3 separate regions of the Mus musculus genome follow, and all the other regions are linked to region 1. Evidence: chromatin contacts called from public Hi-C and HiChIP or PLAC-seq data. All regions are on one chromosome and are shown on one strand. Each heading gives the region's core, a stretch centred on a gene start, on an enhancer-like site or on the middle of the called end of the contact. The rest is flanking DNA. Distances are from core to core; before and after follow the strand shown. Region 1 holds the start of Tor3a (torsin family 3, member A). Region 2 has its middle 19 kb from the start of Gm39685. Region 3 overlaps Axdnd1 (axonemal dynein light chain domain containing 1).

Region 1 (2,796 bases), core at 201-2,700:
CTCTTGCTTCCCGCTTGCTTCTCTCTTGGGCTCTTCGCTTCCCCCTTCCCTTCCCCCTCTCTCCACGTGCTCAAGGCCGGCCTCTCCGTCTCTGTCTCTCTCTCCTTCCTCTGCCTCTACTACCCTCTTAACTCCCCTTTCTTCCCCTGCTGGCCCTTCAGCGGGAAGGGATGCCTTGGCATGGGCCCACTGAGGCACCCCCTTTCCATACCTCCCCACAACCCCATAGAACATATCTTAAACTTCTTAATCTTTTTATAAACAAATCACTAAGTATCTCCATACTCTAAAAAACAAACAAACAAAACAAACAACAAAAACCCAGGAGGGCTGAGGGATGAAGTACTTGCCTGGCTCTCCTGAGGACTAGTATTTTGAAAACAGCCACATAGCAAGTATTTGGGCACTTTTCCTAGTTGGTATAATGTAACATCCGCTAAGGGCACTATCAGTGCTGCTGTTTTGTCGTCCCTATTGTTGGAGAGTGTCCTTTCTGGAAATCGTGGAGTTCAAAGTCTTGTCAGAGAGGTCCTCAAATAATTGCAGACCCGTGAGGGGTAGGTTTCTCACCAGTCGCTTCTCCATACTCACCAACCCCCTCCCCCAGATACCTGAACCCTGAAAATCACGTCAGCTCCAACCTGTCAAGTTGTTGGAGATCCTGCAATCGCCGCCGCCGCTGCAGCAGTCCTGAAAGCGACAGAGCCATGCAGTGAGCACATCCAGCGACCGCCGGCCCCACAGAGGAAGGCTCCAGCCTGGAAAGGAAATGCTATGAGATGGCAAGATAGGGACAAGAGAGACAGTCCTGAGGTTTCTCAGTGTGACAGCGCCCAAACCAGAGTTCAGGTCCCAACTCACAGCCAGGTTCCCTCGTACGCCCCAGCGCTTCCTCTCTAAGCCTTAGAAGTGAAAGTATCTGGGGTTGGGACAATCACCAAGTATGTCTACAAACGGCTTTCCTTAAACCATCATCAATAAAGCGAGCAAGAATGGGGAGGCTTGAGTGTCTAGAGAAATCAGGGCAGGTGAGGGGCGGCAGAGCAGCCAGACCTTTAGTTGTCCCTAGGGGCTGCACCTAGAGTCGTGCGGAGGTGGGGTGCAGTGACCAGGCCCCTGATGCAGGCCTGCAGTACGCAGTGCTTAAGAGTGAGACTGGCAGGTGAGCGAGGGGTCGGCGGCGGGGACCGCTCTTACCCAGAGGCGGCACGGGGGTCTCCTGGTCTTCACAGTGATCGGGCCACAAGGTGCAGCTGAAAAGCTCCCAGTACCGTTTGGAGAGGGCACCGGCCTTCCTCAGCTGCTCCTTCAGGCCTTTGACGCTCGGCCAAGGGGTGGGCTCGTCGGCCTCCTGGCCCTGCGCTCCCGGGGGGCGCAGCGGCAGGAGCAGCAGCAACCAGAGAGCGCCAAGAAACATGACCGGAGCGAGCGCTTCCGCCTCCAAGAGTCCCGGGACCCAGGACTCATCGACACCCACCAGCCGGCGCGGCCCAGGATTGGCGTCGCCGTGGTGACCGCTCCGCCCTCGCAGAGGCTGACTGAGCAACCCATCCTAATGGAACCAAGTTTCGATTCAGACCAGAGACCCATCCGAAATGAAACTCAAACTGGTGTCCCGGACTGCAGGAATCCTGAGCCCCTGTCTGCCCCTCGGGATGCAGGCTATTCTGGGGCATGCCTGTGGCCTCAAGTGGCCACGAAATGGCCACTGCCAGCCATTCAGCTGCGCCTCCCACATAAGAACCCCTTTTGGTGCCCTGCCCTCGTAGGTCAGCTTTCTGCCAACAGGAGGGTGATGAAACCGTCTGAGCAGGGAGCGTTTTTTTGTTGTCAGGGGAGTCAGCTGGGTGCAGAAGCAGTCCGAAGAGTGTGAGCAGTGGAGAGCTGGGTGGCCTGGTCCTCTAAAGAGGAAAATGAAACAGTAGAGAGCAGTGAGCAGCAGCAGGCTTTCATGGATGCCAGTCTAGCAGAAGCAAGAAGTAGGGTAGGATGGTATTTGAGTTCGGGAAAACCCCGGGTTAAGAGGAAATTGTATCATGTGAGAATTACAGATGTTAGGCTAAGTACTTGCCCACGCATAGCTAGGTTTTAAAACCTGATCAGATGCACCAGGAGGCAGAGGCAGAGGCAGGCACAGCTCTCTGAGTTCAAAGCTAGCCTTGTCTACATACTGAGTGCCAAGCCAGCTACAGTTACATAGTGAGACCCTGTCAATATTTAGAAAACACCAAAAACTCAGGCTTGGTTCCCAGCTTGGCATCAGGAGGAAGGTGGTGGAAATTAGAAGTGAGCCCTAGTGGAGGTCTTTGGGTTACTGGGGTGGGGGCATGTTCTTGAAAGAGAATTGTGGGTGAGCAGTTTTGTTCTACCAATTGCTCCCGCCACGATGCACTCTGCCCACCTTTCCCAGAGGTCTGTAAGTAGTGAACTTGACCTTCAAGGTTATGAACCAAATAAACTGTTTCTTTGATAACTCTCGGGTGCTTGCCAAGGTGGCAGGAAACTGACCCACTTCTTTACACTTAGTTGTAAATAAATAAATAAAATAAATAAATAAAATTTGTAAATAAGTAAAATAAATATCTGAGCATGCATGACAGTCTAACATACTATGGGTTTTTGTTATTGTTTGGATTTTTTGTTTGCCTGTTTTGTTTTCGAGACAAGGTTTCTCTGTGTAGCCCTGGCTGTCCTAGAACTCACTTGGTAGACCAGTTCACTTTGAACTGATTGCTATGTTGGGTGAGAGACAGCAGAAATCAGTCTTCTATGTGGATATCCAGTTTATCAGCACCA
Region 2 (2,796 bases), core at 87-2,586, 330 kb after region 1:
ACTGACCAAGCCAGGAGGGGAGCAAGCTAATAAACAGCACCCCTCCATGGCCTCTGCTTCAGCTCCTGCCTCTGTTTCAGTTCCTGCCCTGACTTCCTTAGATGTGGAAGTGTAAGCCAAATAAACCCTTTCCTCCCCAAGTTGCTTTGGTCATGGGGTTTTGTCACAGCAATAGGAGCCATAACTAGAACACGGGGGTGGGAGTGGGGGTGGGGGGTGCGGAGAACTAAAGTCATGAAACAGGATAAAGTCAAGGCAGGATTGGTGGAGGAGGATATGCCTGACCCCAACATGCCCCACGGTGAAAGCTTTCATTACAGAATAGAAGAACACACTGCAATCAACCTAATGCCTCTAGATGTCTATGATAAAACATTACAACGAGAGAACAGATACGTTTAGCTTGGGTTCATGAACCATATCTCTTTTAACCCCTTTATCTGGCAAAATTACAACAGTTTGCTAGACTGTAGTTTCAGTGGACGAGTCCTACTGTAGTGCTCTAAAGGTGTCTTGTTACACGGAGAACAGTTGAAAGTTCGGGTACCATGTCTGGGGACATGGACCTGTGGTTGAGTCACCTGCTATACAAGCATTAGGGAATGGAGTTTGGATCTCCAGAAGTCATGTAAGTGCTGAGTGGGTGTGGCAACCCACCTGTAATCCCAGCACTCTTGGTGACCATGACAGGGAAGCTTTAGAGCAAGCTGGCTGCTTAGACTAGTCTTATCATTAAGTCTGGGTTCAATTGAGAAACCCTGCATCAATGAATAAGATAGAGAACAATTGAAGAAGACTTCTAACATCAACCTCAGGTCTTTACATGTACGCACAGACATGTGCTCAGGCATCCACACACACGTGAACATACATGCACACATACACAGAAAAACAGTACTAGTCTAGTCACTTTCATAGTTACCATGAAGATGAGAAAGATTTTCTTAACTCAGGGCTTAAAACTTTTTCATGATTTATGTAATTAGATTCAAATGCAGTCACTAGTGTTGAACGCCCATTTGCTAAGGGCAGGGAATGGGGCAATAGAGCTGACAGACTACAGAATGGAATGCAGAAGTGAGCGAGGCACCATCTTTCCCATCTAAGAAATGCTGACTGAAGTCAGTGAGGCAGTCATGCCCTGCTCCTCTCCCTGCCTCTAAGGTCAAGATGTTATCCCACATGTTTAAGGACTGGAATATGTGCTATGTAGAAGGATATATTCTTATGAATGTTCATATTGCAAAAATGAGAACTGTCCATTTGTTTGTGAGAGTTGAAGTGGGAAGGTCTAAGCTGCAGTGGGAGGATTAAGGAACCAAAGACAGCCAGGAAACCTCACATGTTTAAATATATCTGTGTCTGTCATTTGGCCCAGGAGGAAACAGCAATGTCAGGAATGAAGCTCTAATGTTGCTAACAACATTCTGGAAGAGACACTGGAGACAGCGTTGAGAGGTATCTGCAGCAGGCTGTGTGACCCAGCAGCTGGATATTCTCAGAAGCTCAGTCCATGAGACCTTTGAGAACAAGGCAGACAGGACCCCAGGGGAATTTTCTGGCTTCTTCTTGCTCCAGCCAAAATTCCAAAATGGAATAGTGTGAAGTGTGATAAGACCAAAATGGAAGGGAAGAGGGGAGGGGGGCGGGAAAGAACCCCAGAGGTTGCTGTTTTGGAAGACTGGGGAACTGGGGACAGTGGGGGAGGAGGAGGGAGACAAATTCCTGCCTGGATATTCAATGCAAGAAGAGTTTCCTTTTCTGATTATAACAGTTACTGGGTCATCAGGATTTAATTTTTACTGAGTGCTGAGTTCCTAAACAGTGTGCATCCAAATGTGTCACCATGAGGAAGGAACCGTTCTGTGAGGACAGCGTCACTATCACTACAATCCCACAGAAGCGATGACACAGAAGCTTAAAGTGTGTCCTGTGTTGGAAGATGATCAGTGCATTTCTGGACATAATTTCAGGTGACAACGATTTGTAAAAGGGACTCTCAAGCCAAGCATCTATTGGAGACAGGCATAGTGCTACATATCTGCAGTCTTAGTTTCTCAGAAGTTTGAGGACTGCCAGGGCAACTTTGTGAGACCCAATCTTAAAATCCATCATCAATCAACTAGAAATTGATCCTGGAGGACTGGGGGGTGGGAGCAATGAGAGGAAGAAAGGTTTCTGGGCATATAGATCTTTTTTCTACAGAGACCTTCATGTCGTTTAAATTATGATGATATGAATATATAATAGTTCGATAAATAAAAATGTAAAATTAAAAAGATTAAAAACTTAAAAGAAATTTGAAGTAAAATAGCAATTCTAGCTGGACAGTGGTGGTGCACACCTTTAATTCCAGCACTCAGGAGGGAGAGGCAAGCGGGTATTTGAGTTGGAGATCGGTTTGTTCTACAAAGCCAGAGCTGCACAGAGAACCCTGTCTCATAACAGCCAATGAGATACAAGCTTAAATACTCTTTTAGGTCGCAGCTTAGCTCCGCACTTGTAAAACGTCTTTAGAAGGCAGGAGGAAAGATTCACACCCCTGGAGCAATCCAGGAAACCTTTGCCCGGTGGAGAGACTGGGTGAACTTTTCTTAAGAAACGCGCAGGAATGATTCTCCGCCCTGTCCTTCCGGGAACAACTGACTCAGGCATTTTAGTAAGAGTCCAGGGCAGGTAAGGCACACTGCATGGAACTTAATTATGCATTACTTGGTTTCTTTTATGATCCTCAAGCCAAGTGTGGTTATTAAATGCTTTATGTTTAATCTGTATCTACTGCAAGCAGAGTCTGAC
Region 3 (2,796 bases), core at 102-2,601, 270 kb before region 1:
ATAGAAACACCCAAAGCATGAAAGAGGGCACCGCAGAAGGAGGACTAACAGAACAAAGCCAAATGGCACGTGTATGAAAACATCCTAATGAGCATGGGATGCTAGCACACACCTTTAGTCTCAGCACCCAAGAGACACAGACAGGTGGATCCTTGCCTGAGGCCAGCCAAAGCTACAAAGTGAGTGAGTCTCTCTCTCTCTCTCTCTCTTTCTTTCTCTCTCTCTCTCTCTCTCTCTCTATATATATATATATATATATATACACACACACACACACACACATACACATATACAGAAAAGAAGAAAAATTAAGAAAAGAAAATGTCATGTTGAAATTTAATAAAAGAAAGGTTTTCCTTTGCTCACAGAAAGTGTGTGTGAAGTCTTTGTGAAGCTGGCCATGTGAATGCTGTGTCTATGTCAAGGAAAAGCAGGCATTTTATATCCTCCCTCTCTTTTTATGTAAATATATACAATTATACACAATTCTACATCTACTACATTCTTACTTAGGCAAGGTAGGTATGCCTTTAATCTCAGAACTTGGGAGGCAGAAGCAGGCAGACCTGTGTGAGTTCAAGACCAGCCTGGTCTACACAGTAAGCTCCAGGTTAGCAAAAGCTAGGCAATAAGACCATATCTCAAAAAATATTTCATTACTTTATTGTTGGTTGGGATGTGTATTTCTGGGAGGGGTGTGTAAATATAGGCACAGATAGATATACCACAGCGCTCATTTGGCAGTTGGAGGGCAATTTGGGGAAGTTGGGATTAGGGATGGAGCCAAGAGTGAGAGAAAGAGTGCCAGTTTATCAGGTTATACGGGTGTTTATTCATAAACAACAATAAAACAAATAGAAAGTGAAATGGGATTGCATTCATTCACACACTCACTTCACTCTCCTCCGGTCTGGCATATGTCGTAGCCTGGCTCTGATGGCTGCGCAGGCAAGGCCCTCGGCATTTCATGCTGTGCTTTGGAGCTTCTGGACACACCAGCCCCAAGAAGGTAATAATAGGAACCAGAGCATATACCCCACAGGAACTTAATGAAATTAGAAAAAAATTATGCCCAAAATGGCATGAAGGATGCATATGCTACATAGTGAAACTGTGGGAGAAGGGAGCAGATATAATAATGTTACCAGATCAAGAGATGTTGGGAACCGTCTCCTAGGAGAAAGGGGCTATCAACTCTGCAGCCATCTCCCGCCCTTTACTTGCAGGCTGGTATTTTTCCACCCTGCCAAGAGACTTGTTTCCTAGCATGCGGTTTTTGCAAGCAGCCCACCACAGCTGAGCACACTCTGATAACATCTCATTCTTTTCAGACATTTCCTGGACTTGCAGTTTAGTGCCCCCAGCTGCTAGTCACTTGTGGTTTAGTGTCTCCAGCTGCACTCATAAGGCTTAGCTTATGCTTATGTGCCCTTAATTGTTTTTCAATAAATGGGACTTGACCAGCAACCTGTCTTGCCTCCATTCTTCAAGTCTCTTGCCCCTTCCATACCACTCTCTCTCTCTTGCAGACCCCGTTGACTGATCTGCCGGCCAGGTCAAAGAGATGCACAAAATTAGAAATGTCATGGGAAAATCCCACCGTATCAGAAGCTCTGGAACATGAGTTAGACAGCTCCAGGGGAGATACACATTCACTGCTTGATTGGATAGCTGCAGCTTGGAGATAGGCATTCCCCTTCTTAGATGTAACTCAGTTGGAGGCCTCAGCAAAATGGAATCGTTTACAGAAAGCAATTCAGTTAGCAAGGAAATTAGGAGTACTCCACTTCAGCTACAACCAGGTTCCTGACCCACAGGCAGCACCTGTGGCCTCCCCCTGCCTTGAAGGAGGCTGATTCAGACCTTGCTGCTACTGAGAATGAGACCACCTGGGGTGGAGCCTTCTGACCTAGATGGCTTTATTTTTCTGTCACCTGCCGCTGCTCTTCTCCAAGAAGCACTACGCTGAGAGGCTGAACCTGTCTTCCTGAGATGTTCCTGAGATAGCCAACAACCTGTGGACTTGGCGACCTAATGCTAAAAGCTCTGACAGACTACTTAGCAACAAAGCATCAAGAAGCCTGGTGTGGCAGGAGATGGGCCTCCCCCCTTTATAAGCACAGACTCTTAGTAAACTTTGGGCCTTGATCAGAAATCTGTCTTGGTCTCGTTATTCCTCTCATACTCTCCCATACAGCTCTGGCCTCCCACTCAGGAGCCCAGTTAGTGTGGCCGCAGGCGGCTACACGCACCAAGGTTGGCCCAGTTTAGGAAAATCCGGTAAAGAAGCTCCACAACATCCAGGGATGACCCCAGCTGGACCACTGCAAGGATGCCAAGTGCGGCAGATGCCATGGACTTCTTAGAATCATGCAGAGAGTTAGACTCAGAGAAGGTTATACTAAAGTACCTACCCATTAAAGTAAGAAATATAATGGAGTAAAGAGACGGTTCAAATATAAATATATATATAAATATTTATATACATATTTATATATACATGTATGTGTATATGTCTATGTGTGTGCATATATATGTATATGTGTGTGGTGTGGTGTGTGTGTGTGTATATATATATATATATATATATATATATATATGTATATATATCCATTTGGAAGACAGAATACCAACCTCCCAGTTAGCTCAGGACCAAGCCAACCATGGAATCCCACCAGACTCTTGTTTGGACAAGCTCCTCACAGACCTTTTTTTTTTTTTTTAGGGCAGGGGGGACCCAATGGCCGGGGTCCCCCTCACCCAGGATTCAACAACCAAGGGCCGAGTGTAGGGGCA

The links. A called contact is a pair of places that touch in the nucleus more often than the background predicts. HiChIP or PLAC-seq counts read pairs in DNA pulled down with a chosen protein or histone mark.
Region 2: a contact with region 1 is called in a Hi-C map of myocytes, with 1.6 times the contacts expected there. The contact joins the enhancer-like site here to the promoter of Tor3a in region 1. A contact is called at or near these places in 3 of 484 Hi-C or Micro-C datasets (B cells, liver and myocytes) and 1 of 115 datasets of contacts at active chromatin or transcription factors (pancreatic cancer cells).
Region 3: a contact with region 1 is called in an H3K27ac HiChIP or PLAC-seq map of regulatory T cells, with 6 times the contacts expected there. The contact joins the enhancer-like site here to the promoter of Tor3a in region 1. A contact is called at or near these places in 12 of 39 promoter capture datasets (the 3T3-L1 cell line, the C10 cell line, embryonic stem cells and 8 more), 7 of 484 Hi-C or Micro-C datasets (CD8 T cells, cardiomyocytes, cerebral cortex and 2 more), 7 of 115 datasets of contacts at active chromatin or transcription factors (astrocytes, bone marrow-derived dendritic cells, embryonic stem cells and 4 more) and 2 of 9 other capture datasets (adipose tissue and liver).

Annotation. Positions count from the first base shown.
Region 1 is chr1:156,672,889-156,675,684 of GRCm38.p6, forward strand. Tor3a (torsin family 3, member A) reads right to left here and starts at 1,451. Exons shown (of 6, transcript NM_023141.2): 1 at 1,198-1,451; 2 at 642-758. The coding sequence starts at 1,417.
Region 2 is chr1:157,007,030-157,009,825 of GRCm38.p6, forward strand. No RefSeq gene overlaps it. Among named protein-coding and RNA genes, the nearest start is that of Gm39685, 19 kb to the left of the region's middle. Within about 2 kb of position 1,337, at least 48 of the 459 cell types and tissues checked have an H3K27ac peak or open chromatin away from gene starts, as enhancers often do. A contact at or near this core is called in myocytes, where this site is marked.
Region 3 is chr1:156,406,875-156,409,670 of GRCm38.p6, forward strand. All of the region lies in intron 4 of Axdnd1 (axonemal dynein light chain domain containing 1), which reads right to left. Among named protein-coding and RNA genes, the nearest start is that of Axdnd1, 13 kb to the right of the region's middle. Within about 2 kb of position 1,352, at least 43 of the 459 cell types and tissues checked have an H3K27ac peak or open chromatin away from gene starts, as enhancers often do. A contact at or near this core is called in CD8 T cells, memory CD8 T cells and regulatory T cells, where this site is marked.